Linked DNA regions of Mus musculus: regions 1 and 2 are each linked to region 3. A link is a contact called in public HiChIP or PLAC-seq and promoter capture Hi-C data. All regions are on one chromosome and are shown on one strand. The core of a region is the stretch at or near the end of the contact, and the rest is flanking DNA. Distances in the headings are between cores, read along the strand shown.

What was found. Promoter capture Hi-C pulls out the DNA fragments that hold promoters and counts their contacts. HiChIP or PLAC-seq counts read pairs in DNA pulled down with a chosen protein or histone mark.
Region 1: a promoter capture Hi-C map of pre-B cells shows a contact between it and region 3, with 3 times the contacts expected there. The contact joins the enhancer-like site here to the promoter of Dph3 in region 3. A contact is called at or near these places in 13 of 39 promoter capture datasets (the 3T3-L1 cell line, 3T3-L1-derived adipocytes, the C10 cell line and 6 more), 2 of 15 datasets of contacts at CTCF or cohesin (embryonic stem cells and stem cell-derived epiblast-like cells), 7 of 484 Hi-C or Micro-C datasets (the HL-1 cell line, the N1E-115 cell line, Sertoli cells and 2 more), 11 of 115 datasets of contacts at active chromatin or transcription factors (the 230-238 cell line, T-cell acute lymphoblastic leukemia, acute myeloid leukemia and 4 more) and 1 of 9 other capture datasets (embryonic stem cells).
Region 2: an H3K4me3 HiChIP or PLAC-seq map of pro-B cells shows a contact between it and region 3, with 3 times the contacts expected there. The contact joins the enhancer-like site here to the promoter of Dph3 in region 3. A contact is called at or near these places in 11 of 39 promoter capture datasets (the 3T3-L1 cell line, the HPC-7 cell line, embryonic stem cells and 6 more), 1 of 15 datasets of contacts at CTCF or cohesin (embryonic stem cells), 1 of 484 Hi-C or Micro-C datasets (regulatory T cells), 19 of 115 datasets of contacts at active chromatin or transcription factors (the 230-238 cell line, T-cell acute lymphoblastic leukemia, acute myeloid leukemia and 10 more) and 3 of 9 other capture datasets (adipose tissue, embryonic stem cells and pancreatic islet).

What each region holds. Positions count from the first base shown.
Region 1 is chr14:31,594,347-31,598,201 of GRCm38.p6, forward strand. No RefSeq gene overlaps it. Among named protein-coding and RNA genes, the nearest start is that of Colq, 19 kb to the left of the region's middle. Within about 2 kb of position 2,080, at least 42 of the 459 cell types and tissues checked have an H3K27ac peak or open chromatin away from gene starts, as enhancers often do. A contact at or near this core is called in the 230-238 cell line, acute myeloid leukemia, hematopoietic stem and progenitor cells and 2 more, where this site is marked.
Region 2 is chr14:31,683,776-31,687,312 of GRCm38.p6, forward strand. No RefSeq gene overlaps it. Among named protein-coding and RNA genes, the nearest start is that of Btd, 44 kb to the left of the region's middle. Within about 2 kb of position 1,951, at least 112 of the 459 cell types and tissues checked have an H3K27ac peak or open chromatin away from gene starts, as enhancers often do. A contact at or near this core is called in the 230-238 cell line, the HPC-7 cell line, acute myeloid leukemia and 5 more, where this site is marked.
Region 3 is chr14:32,083,255-32,087,124 of GRCm38.p6, forward strand. Dph3 (diphthamine biosynthesis 3) reads right to left here and starts at 2,438. Exons shown (of 3, transcript NM_172254.4): 1 at 2,156-2,438; 2 at 1,653-1,727. The coding sequence starts at 2,263. Oxnad1 (oxidoreductase NAD-binding domain containing 1) reads left to right here and starts at 2,474. Exons shown (of 8, transcript NM_145460.2): 1 at 2,474-2,799.

The DNA of each region.
Region 1 (3,855 bases), core at 830-3,329, 490 kb before region 3:
AAGAAATGGAAATAAATCATGATTTCTTCGAGGTCATTTTGTCCCTGTGATTAGAAGGAGGAAGCTTTGAAACCACCTTTTACCTGTCCTTAAACCATGAGGCACACTGGACACTTAGCAAGGGTGGGAGCTTTAACCAATATGGCTGTGTGGGTCCCACCTGACAGATGCCAGTATGCTTGATCAGGATTATCTGAAGGCCCTCGCTGGGTTTCAGTGCTGATGTGGGCCGTGGACTCCACTTCCCACACATGAACAGACACAGCCCCATGCTTGCACAGGGCTTGCTAAACATCCATTCATCGACTGCAGCCAATTTTCTCTGATGTGCCCTAATAGGAGGGAGCTGTGGCATGGGTAATAGCAACCAACAAATAATTTAAAACTAATTTCTCCTTGGTTTGGGAATGCAGCATGTGACTTCCTGGCTGCCGACTGCCTGGCTAATTCAGTTTGCCTCAGATGAATGGGCCTTTACTGAGCTAACAGTACAGCTCAGCCCTGTGCTGAGGTGTGGAAGGAAGACTGCCAAGTGAAATGTGCCCTCCCCAAACTGTCAGACACGGTCACCGGGTGGTTGTGGGGACTTTGCTCACCAAAGGGTTACAAGGGGCCAGCATGTGAACAGAGGTTGGAGTGGGAGGCTGCTCTGCTGGCTGCTAAGCATTTCTGGGAGCAGTACATATACCACACAACTCAAAGCTCAGTTTTTCTATCACCCTCCCTAGAGAGAAGAGAAAGTGAGGCTCCCAGAGGCTGAAACCTACCAAAGCAGAAACAGTCTGGGCACAAGCTCATCATGTGCAAAGCCTTTCCCCACCAGATACTATCTGTCCAAAATGGCAGACCTGTCTTGCAGAATGAATTCTGTACACACACATACAAACACACACACACACACACACACACACACACACACACACACACACACTCACACATACTCACATACACACACACACACTCACACACACATACTCGCACACTTACACACACTCACACACACTCACAACATACATACTCACACACACACCTGTCCCCTAAATGCAAGGAGACCTCAAGACTATGCCGGGGGCAGCCTAGAGACTCCTTCCAGGATGCACAGCTGAAACCAGAGCCCCAGCTGCCACTGTGAGATCTGCCACACCTATTTGTACCAAGGCCACACCTTCCAGGTATTGTGTTATTCACCACAATGAGTCCAGCAAGGATGAGAAGGTGGCCCTGTTCCCAGAGACCTGAGAACTCTCTGGGAGAAGCTTGGTTCCATTTTCCTTAACTTCTTGAAACGTGGACTCTTCATCTGAGCCTTCCCTCTGGGGTCCCACCTCCACCATTGCCTGACAGTTTAGCCAACCTTTTCAAAAGTCCCCAGGTGGTGTCACTGGCCTCCCAAGAGGACCTTGGCTAAGTTAATGCATTATCATTGGTCTCCCAAGAGGACCCTGGCTAAGTCAATGCATTATCATTGGTCTCCCAAGAGGACCTGCACTACAATGGCCTTCTTTACTTGTGTTTCCTATATGGGAAAGGGAGGTAAAATTACCACCCTGGCAAATTTACCAGATGAAACTGGCCAAGATTTTTAAAGATTAAGACCACACAACAAAAAACAAGAACAAACAAAACAAAGTAAAACAATCAACTACAGCTGTTTCAGTGTTTGTCGTTATCACTGGCCTCAATGACTGGAAGGAAGGCAGTTCAGGAAAAAGTAACCGATCAGCAATGTTAGAAATCCACTCCCAGTGTTGTTAATACCTTAGGGGCAGACATTTGATAGTCAGCTTTTTCGCTGCCGTACTAAAATACCTGAGAAAATCAACTTAACAAAAGAAACAACATCTCAGCTAATGGTTTCTCAGTTTGTATTGGTAGGCCCCACTGGGGACTGTGGCAAGGTAGGATGCTGTGTTAGGGAGCATATATATAATAGAGCAAAGATGATGGCCTTGTGGCGACTAGGAAGCAAAAATAGGGGAAGGGTCGGGGTTTAATACACCTTCAAGAACAAACTTCCTTCAACTAGGCCCCACGCCCCAACAATGCCACAGACATTTAGCATATGGGCTCTTGGAGAACATTTAAAATCTATACTGTAACAATAAGAAAACACTGCAGGCTCAGGAAACGCTCACTGGAGGCTTCCCATCATCCTTTGCTTCTGAAGGACGGAGGTAAGGGATGTGCTGAGTGTCAGACCTCTAGAAGCACAGCTGTTTGCCAGTACACTGACCGTTGCTTTTCGAGAACTAGCTTCTGGGTGAGAAAGGAGAAGTCTCTGAGAGTCCCTCAGGACTGAGGCTGTAGATCAGTTGGCAGAGAGCTTGCATAACACGCACAAAGCCCTGGGTTCCATCCCCAGCAGTGAGTAAATGGGACACAGTCATGTGTGCTGTAACCCCAGCTCTTAGACGGTCAAGGAAGTAGGATCAGAAGTTCACGGTCATCAGCTGCATAGTGAATTCGAGGTCAACTAGAGTTACAGGAAATGTCATCTCAAGAAAATATTCATTAGGTATAGAATCCACACACAAAATATGCAAACATTAAACATAAAATACAGTGGAAGTTGAAAACATATTTACATTGACAATGAAACAGATATGTGTCCAGAAACAAATTTAACAAAAGTTCTGTAATGTCAGTATCATAAAACCTTAAAAACCTTGCTGAAGGACAAACACCAACAAGCAAACAAAACAAAACTTCAGGAAACTGAAAGATGCTATTCTCTAATAGAATACCCAGCGGTGGTGGCGCACGCCTTTGATCCCAGCACTTGGAGACAGAGGCAGGAGGATCTCTGCCTTCAAAGACAGCCTGGTCTACAGAGAGAGCTCTGGGACAGCCTGGGCTACAGAGAAACCCTATCTTAAAAAAAAAAACAGACAAACAAACAAAAACAAATGAAGCTTAAAAAATAACAACAAAACACAAAACAAACAAAAAGAAGTAACAAATAAGACACAAAATTTCTCAGATGTCGTTTCCTACTGACTTGACCACTTAGGGACACTGTTTCAACCACAGCTTTTCCTCCTGTATGGAGGGATGCGCTGACCCTGGGGGTTTGCCCCTCCTGGTGGGATGCTCTGGTCCCAGTGAAGTCAAACTTCACCAGCAGTGGCTGTCAGCTCACTTTTCATGCGTAAACCAACCAATCCCAGGCTGAGCACCCCAGTTTTCCCCTTTGTGGTCCACATTTATCTGCTCTCCATTCTGGATCCTCCTGCCCTAAGTTTGTCAGTGCTACTTGGAGTCAACTGGGGACAGCCCCACACTACCCAAGACCTGCCCTGATCGGGTTTCCCCATCTTCGCCTTTTTCTTCTGTCAATGACTCAGTAATGCTCTCTGCTTGAGTGTTGCCTCATGAATCTCTGTGGGATGTGGTACATCTCCTATTCTCCCTTGCCTCTTCTCTCATACATTACATTCTGACCAGTTTCCCCTCCCTCCGCTCCTTCTAGGCCCTCCTTCTCCCCAGATCCACTCCTCCCATTTTCTTTCAGAAAAGGGTAGAACTCCTAATGTTATCAACCAGCCATGCCATATCAAGTTGCAGTAAGACTAGGCAACTGCCCTCATATTAAGGCTGGACAAGGCAACCCAGTAGGAGGACAGGGGTTCCAAAAGCAAGCAAAAGAAATCAGCTCCCGCTCTCACTGTTAGACTCCCACAAGAACACCAAGCTACACGACTGTAACATATATGCAGAAGACCTAGGTCAGAGCCATACAGGCTCCATGGTTGTTGTTTCAGTCTCTGAGAGACCCTATGAGCCCAGCTTAGTTGATTCTGTGGGTTTTCTTGTGGTGTCCTTGACCCCTCTGGCTCCTACAATCCTTCCTCCCCC
Region 2 (3,537 bases), core at 701-3,200, 400 kb before region 3:
TGTGTTGGGCAATGTCCTGGCCCAGAGCTATCCCACATAGCTCAGATGGTCTCAGAGGCACAGGAGATCCTGCCTGTGGGTGAGTGGAGGGGTGCTTAGGGGAGTCCCCAGAGCAGCCTGGCAATTTCTCTGGGCATGAAGTTTATGAGCCTTCAGCAATTTCTCTGGGCATGAAGTTTATGAGCCTTCAAGCAGACAAAGGACACCAGGGGACCGAGGACATAACCTGCATGGCAACAGAGATGAGCAGAGGTGTCACTGTGCTCAAGGCAAGCAACAGTGCATCTAACCAAGTGCTGGTCAGCCCAGAATGTGTGTCAGCCCTTTCAAAAGCTCTTCTCTGGTTAATGATGGAGTCATCTTGCCCATACCTCTTACCTGAGTGATGCTACGCTGCCCCACACAGAGAAACAATAGTGTTTGGGAATGAAAGTGCCTGGTGTCAAAAGAATATTGCCAGGCCATTAAGCACAGCTTCTCAGTGTACCGCCTAGTGTTTTCTTGCCCATGCTTTGGCAACCCCCACCCCCATTTCCTAGATATCTGGATCATATCTTTGGGAGTCACAACTACTCCAGATCAGCTGCACCTGCCTTAGAAGGCAGTACTGCAGGCAAGACAGGGCTCAGAGCCCTGCAGCCCTGCCCTCAGCTGCTGCAGCTCTCAGTAACTCAGCAAGATGCAATGCTGGTGATTGGTGCAATGCAGGATTTGAGACTGGTCTATATGTGGGGCCTGTGATTGGTAGAACTGGAAACTGTACTGAGGTTGGTGCAAATACAGTCTACACCAGCGGGGGGGGGGGGGGGTAAGGCTCAAAAACCTTAATTTGTACACACACTCTCATCTTGAGTCAGCCTTGAGGAGCCTTCTCTGCCCTGTAGTGCTCCATTAGGCCAGGCTTTCACCCTCGGCTTCTGAGAACATGCTGAGGATACTAAAGCAGAGACATTCTGGGAAGAAGGGCACTCTGGGCCCAAGGGCTTCTGTGTACTTTGTCAGATATTTGTCGCACAGAAGGAATTGATCACTGATGTCTTTGAGGGTAGACTTGAAGCCACCTCAGGCTCCACCCTCCCTAACTTCCTTCCACAAAGGCATTTCCTTTAGTCAGACTCTTGCACAGTGAATGTGCGTTTTTGCAGACGCAGACCAAGGCAGTAGGTTTTAGATGACTTTTGAATGATTTTCATTCCCTGAAAAAACATAACGTCTTCTTTAGGAGAAGAGTGTCATAGCAGCAAAGTGTTTGGCAAGTCGCCTTTCAGGAGTGCTCCCTAACACCAGACCATGTCCCATCTCCTCTGCATGTGTCCCTCCTACCGATCTTCCATGATCCCTTCTCAAAAAAAAAAAAAAAAAAAAAAACAAGAAGCCCCCAAGCAACAGCAGCCAGAGAGATAAAAGAATAGGAAAAAATGTTAAATGTTCTCATTTTACAAACAAAACCCTCAAAACACTTGAAGTTCAGAGAAGTTAAATGACTAGTTTTAAAGTCACAAAGCCATCAACTCACTGAGTTCAGATTCTAGGCTGTCTATTATCTCATTTAATCCTTCCCATAAAATGCCAGGGCAGAGAAGAGAGCTAACCTTTACCCTGTGCGTGTTACACACCAGCCCCCTTCCACGCACTCTCACTTAATTCCCACCACGTCTGTAGCAGAGATGGCAGCACTGCTCGGAAACCCTGTACATCGCACACCACTATTGTTTCACAGCCAGGAAACAAAGGCAAGGAAAAGTGAAGAGATGGCCCTGTCAGGAGGCAACACTGTCACAGCCATTGGGAAAGGCTCTCTGCTTCAGCTCCCCTTCACAGAGGTCTGCTCGAAGCCCTGCCACTCACGGTGGGGTTCTGCGGGAATTCTACCTTCCTCTTGCCTGAACCCTACACCATGCTTTTCATGACTTGAGACACATATAAAACACAGTCAGGGTTAGCTGGACTCTAGCACTGAGACTCTGCAGCAATCGCTCTGATGGGCAGGATGGCTAAGGGATGGGCAGGCGCTGGTATGTCCAGGGTGGATACGCGGGGCGTGCGAATGACCCGTGTCCCCTGTGTCCCCTAGAGGGGCAGAGAGGGCGAGGAGCTGCTTTACCACACTAACCAGAACGGTGCACAGCTTCGGGACTTGAGAACTGCTTACTTCCTGATTTTGACATTTTCATTTTCTGGTCTACAGTGAAACCACAAAGGGGAGAACACCCTTTATCTGGCTTGGTAAGGTCTGTTGCCTATTTTCCACAAAGGGTTATTATAGATCTATTTTTAAATTAATATTCTATTTTCCAAATTCAGAGCCTTAACCTCTCTTTTCCAAGGCTTTAAAAAGAGTTTAACATTTTTTTGTTTTATTATTTGGGAATCTCACATGCACCCGTTATGCTTGCTTCCCCCATGTGAGCCCCCCTCACTGGTGACCCTCCACCTCCTAAAAAGAAAAAGAATGAAAGAAAGAAAACCCACAAGTCCATTTTGTGTTGTCCACACAATCATGGAGCATGGACAATTCCTAGTGGTCAGTCTCCCAAGGGAAGATGAGTCTTTCCCACCTGCATCCCCACCATAGGCCATCAACTGTGGAGAGCAGTGAGACAGCTGGGGAAGAGCAGGACGGTTCCCTCAAACTTGTGCCATGGTTGGCACCTCTGTGAGGCTGCTGCAATGTCAGGGCCAGCTCATACTTCCACAGGTGCAGGCCAGCTCTCTGGCATGCCCACACCATGCTGGTGAGGGGTGGGGCCAGCTCTCCCTGATCCACAGACATAAACATGGCAGCCCAGACCATGGACATCAGACCTCAGGAGTAATGTAGGCCACAGACATCAACACAGCCCCTGGTCTTATCAGGACCAGTGACCTACTCATGGCCCTCAGTGGGTGCACAGACCATGGACTTCATGTCCTCAGACGGCTACACATGCCAATCACAACTAGCAGGCCCTCAGAGGGCATCACCAAGGCAACCAGTCACCAGGACAGACTACAAACATCCACATAGATCTCAGGCTTCCTGGATGCCTGGGGCAGTAGAATGGACCAGACACCAACATGGCCCCTGGTGGCATCATGGACAAAGGTGGTCTTTCAAGGAGATCCAATCCAGTCGTCTCAGGCTTCATTGTTGCCTAGAGCCAAGGTGATCCTGTGGCCCCTCAGCTGGGGCTGAGTCTGTATCTGCATAAGTTCCAGGTTGTTGCACCACTCTGCCAACCTTACATTCCATTTTTCTATTTTTCCCCATCTCTGCATCATGTCTATGTTCATCTTAATGGTGCCCACTGCCCTCCTCCGCCCACAGTGAGGGCAGGGTGGCTCGTTCTATGGATTTTAAAGTCATCTGTACATTTTGGATAACACTCCTTTATTGGCTATGCCTTTTGTTAGTATTTTATCCTAGCCTATGTCCTGCCTTTCATTCTCTTCCAGTCAACTTGTGCAAAGAATTTAAACATTTTATTGAAGCTTAGCTTCTCTTCTTTACAGATGGAGCCTAAAACCTGCCAAATCCCAGCTCACTGAGGTTTTGCA
Region 3 (3,870 bases), core at 1,188-3,687:
AAGAAGAAATGCTATTAGCCGCCGGGTGTTTGTCTCACAAATGCATTAACATTACTTTCCTTTGGCCACAGAATCAATCTGGCTATTAGTTTTTTTCACTGTTCTGTCATCTTGTTTTCTTTCCTTCTTTCTTTCTTTTAATGCTAGCAATGAAAAAAAAAATCAAGATGTGAAATTTAGGGGAAAATCCATTTATAGTATTATAAAAATGCCAACAAATTTAGTTTAAAATTTTTATGACTTACGTACCAAGAACTAACTGCTGCTCAGGGATGGTCTGTGCTGTATGGCCTCAGCCCTTGGTCTTCCTAATAGATATTAGTAGCTACCCCAGTTGACACAACTGGAAACAAAGGAACATTCAAAGACTTTTGGTTTTTTGTTTGTATGTAGGTATGTACCCCACATGTGTGGGGGGTGCCCGTGAGGGAAGAAGAGGGCACCAGATTCCCTGGGGCTAGAGTTGCAGGTGGCTGTGAGCCACCACTGTGGAAGATGTAAATGGCCACTCCTTTTGGAAGCTCTTAGCCTCTAATCCATCTCCCCAGACCCAATAACACTTTATTTTTGTACAGAGAGCTGGTGTCAGCACTAGAACCAGAATCTAAAAGTATACTGAAGTTTAGCCCTGAGGTCATTAGTTAATATGCAGTGTCTCATAAATATCTTAGCTAGGGAGCAACCAGTTCCCAGAAATAAACACATCACAACTATCAAGTTTTTATATTTCAGATCAATATCTGGTCATTCAAATATGTAACCTCTTCAAAATGAGTAATAAAAAGAATGCCTTTGTGTGTTTCCCAACATATACCTGCAACAGTAACTACTTGTAAATGAAGTTCACACTCTGATCTTTCATGCTGGTTTATGCCAGCTACCACAAAAACTTTCCCAGTTACTACACATCCTCTACAGTGTGATTCCCAAGGAGTCAGTCCCTAGTCTGTCCATTGTTCTTTGCTCCATAAACCATTTTAAAATAAGAATGAATCATTACATTTCTATTATTGTCTAAATTAACACCTGCTTCTCCCACAAAGTTCTGTGCTTTGGTCCAACTTACCCTATAGTCATTTTAGAATTTATCCTCTAGACTGTTACATTCTGTACTTAGACTCCAAAGCACTAACTGAGCTTTGGGTGGGAAGTAAAGATATTTACCCCTTTTCTATTGCCATTCCTAATGGATACAAAGGAACATGGAACTGTAACATTACATCTAGGAACTATATCTCAAACAAGGTAGATTCTGTACATAAGCTAGGCAAGCAATAAAATGCAATCTTCTAAAAATATCCTAGAGCTCTGAACAAACTAAATATTAAATACAAGAGAAATGTCAAAAGGAAGAACATCAATTAAAATAACCATAATTTTTCATTCCTGATTAAGTCATCAATTTTCATTACAAAGCAATTTCTTTATTGCCCTTTCCAAAGTGATCATAAGTTACATAAAAGGCAGATCTCTGTGAATTCAAGGCCAGCCTGGTTCACATCATGAGTTCCAGTATAGCCAGGGCTACTTAAGGTCCCTGTCTCAAAAAACAAACCAACACCCAACACTCTTCCGCCCTTTTCTATCAGACAGGCTCCTTTAGGCCCTTGTCATTAGCTCACACCACCCATCCCCTTTAACATATCCCTTACTTTGTCATAAATCACTTTTATAATGAGTGAGCAGCTAGGACACGTGGCCACATCTTCTCCATTTTCCAAATCTTCCTACAACGCAATCAAACAACATATGGTCAGCATAGCCTTTCGTCAACTTCCCATAAATCTCTCCTATGTCTATGGGCAAGTCTTTAGTTGGGTAACAACACAAAGAACTTTCCTCCCAAGTGTCATCTAGGAAAAAAAAACAGGGAGATTAGATTGGTTCGATCGCCTCCAAAACCCTGGGGTACAAAATCAAGTTCCCTTCTTCAAAGAAGCTCCCAGGGGAAAAAAAAATAGAAAAAAAAGAAAAACACTTAGGGGCGGGACTACGGAGAACAGCGCCCTTAACCCGACCCTGTATGCTAGACAGCCTAGGTTACTACTTTAGGGGCGGGGGTTCGGAAGAACACGTGGGTAACTGAGCCTTCCCAGGGACACCGGAAGCGACAATGCGCAAGCTCGAGGGATCGCCGGCGGGCCCTTTAGAGTACCTTGGTGATGGCAAAGTTATCCCCACAGGGGCAAGGGTAGAAATATGTCTCCGAGTCCTCGTCATATTGAAAGTCCTCGATCTCCACCTCGTCGTGAAACACCGCCATGGTCACCCGGTCGGCACCGCATCAGCTTGCCTACCTGCGCCCAGGCAGGGTAAGGCCCGGTCTTCCCGGTCCACCCTGGCGCAGGAACAGTCACTTCCGGACGCACAGGCGATGACGTAACTTCTACCGCCGCGGCCAAAAGGGTGACCCGGTCGCGGTCGCCATGGAGATAGCGCCGGAAAGATGGTGCTTCCTGCGCAGCAGCGTTGCGCAGTTCTCCGTCCACTGGGTGCCAGCGACCAATAGTGTGAAGGGCTCCCTCTCATGGCGGTTACGTCAGTCCGGGGCCCGGGGAGTTTGGGCTTGGGATATAAACGAGTTTTCTATGCAGGTGGAGTCTTGTCCTCCATAGCTGACTTCAGAGGACATTAAAAGAATTGGCGGAGGCTACGCCCTCTTGAAAGGGGGAATCATTGAGGCTCAGGGAGCCACACAGCGTCCTCTCCAGTTCTCGGCCCACAGCGCTCCTGCAATTGCGTTTCAGGCGACCTTGAACTCTGAGTGACTCTTGGCCTGTTATGAGTTCTTGCCTGCAGGTACATCACTGCCTCTCTCACCCCAGCCACTTTCTGATACCCCGGTTGTGTTGTAGAGAACCAAGATCTGCAAGACAGGGGCGAGTTCTAGCCATATTTTAAATATTCACTGCAGTGGTGGGCACAGTAGCTTTTAATTATTGGGGTTTTTAGTGGGCAACCTATATGTTAAACTTGATCTTGAGGTTCAAAAATCCATTTTATTCATCTTTAACATAGATTTAGAGACTGGGCATCTTGCCCAAGATTGCATACCTAGGCCATAACGATGAGCCTAGCTGTCTCTAAAGCCCAGGAACAAATTATTTATGTGAACTTTAGTTCTCGGTAAAAGGAATGGTGTTCCTGGTATTTTCGTCAGCGTGCAGCCTCTTCTTTGAGAAGCACGTTGTTCCGAGAGCCGTGCTGGGCTTGTTCCGGTTACAACCAGGGACTTTGGAGTAGTGCTAAGCAGTTACTCATCTCACTGGAGGAGTGCAGTGTAGTGAAAAGTAGTATGGCAGAACTGGATTCCAGTTTGACTTGAAGAGCTCTGGGGGTTGGAAAATTACATTCTTTGGTTCTTACATCCTCTTCTGAGAGTAGATCCTTTGGAATCTAACATTCTTTTGCACGAGAATGAATAGTTCAGCAGTCATGTATGACTTATGTAGTTTACATTTCTGTAACAGTGTTTAAGTATGTACAGTTGTGTGCATAAATTACCAATTTTGTGCATGTTTAAAGGACACTATATTTTGAAGCCTTTTTGAAGTGTGAAAACCTATGGGCAGAGAAGCCTTTGGGAGGAAAAAACCCAGAACTTAAGTGTATGGAAGGTTGTTTCAAAGATCTCCATTCCTTTTTTTTTTTTTTTTTTTAACATAATTGAAGATCTAAATAGCAATTAGGAGATCTTTGTAGCCTGTTGCAGGTTAGCTGTAGCCTGTCTGGGCAGAAGAGAAATGCAGTGAAAGCCTTCTATCTTTATGGGTATAAATACTTCCCAGGTAACCTCTGGGACACAGGAAGAAAACTGATTTCCAAGTGTCTGTCTTTAGTTCAGATGATCTTTAGTTCTTATGAGCCATT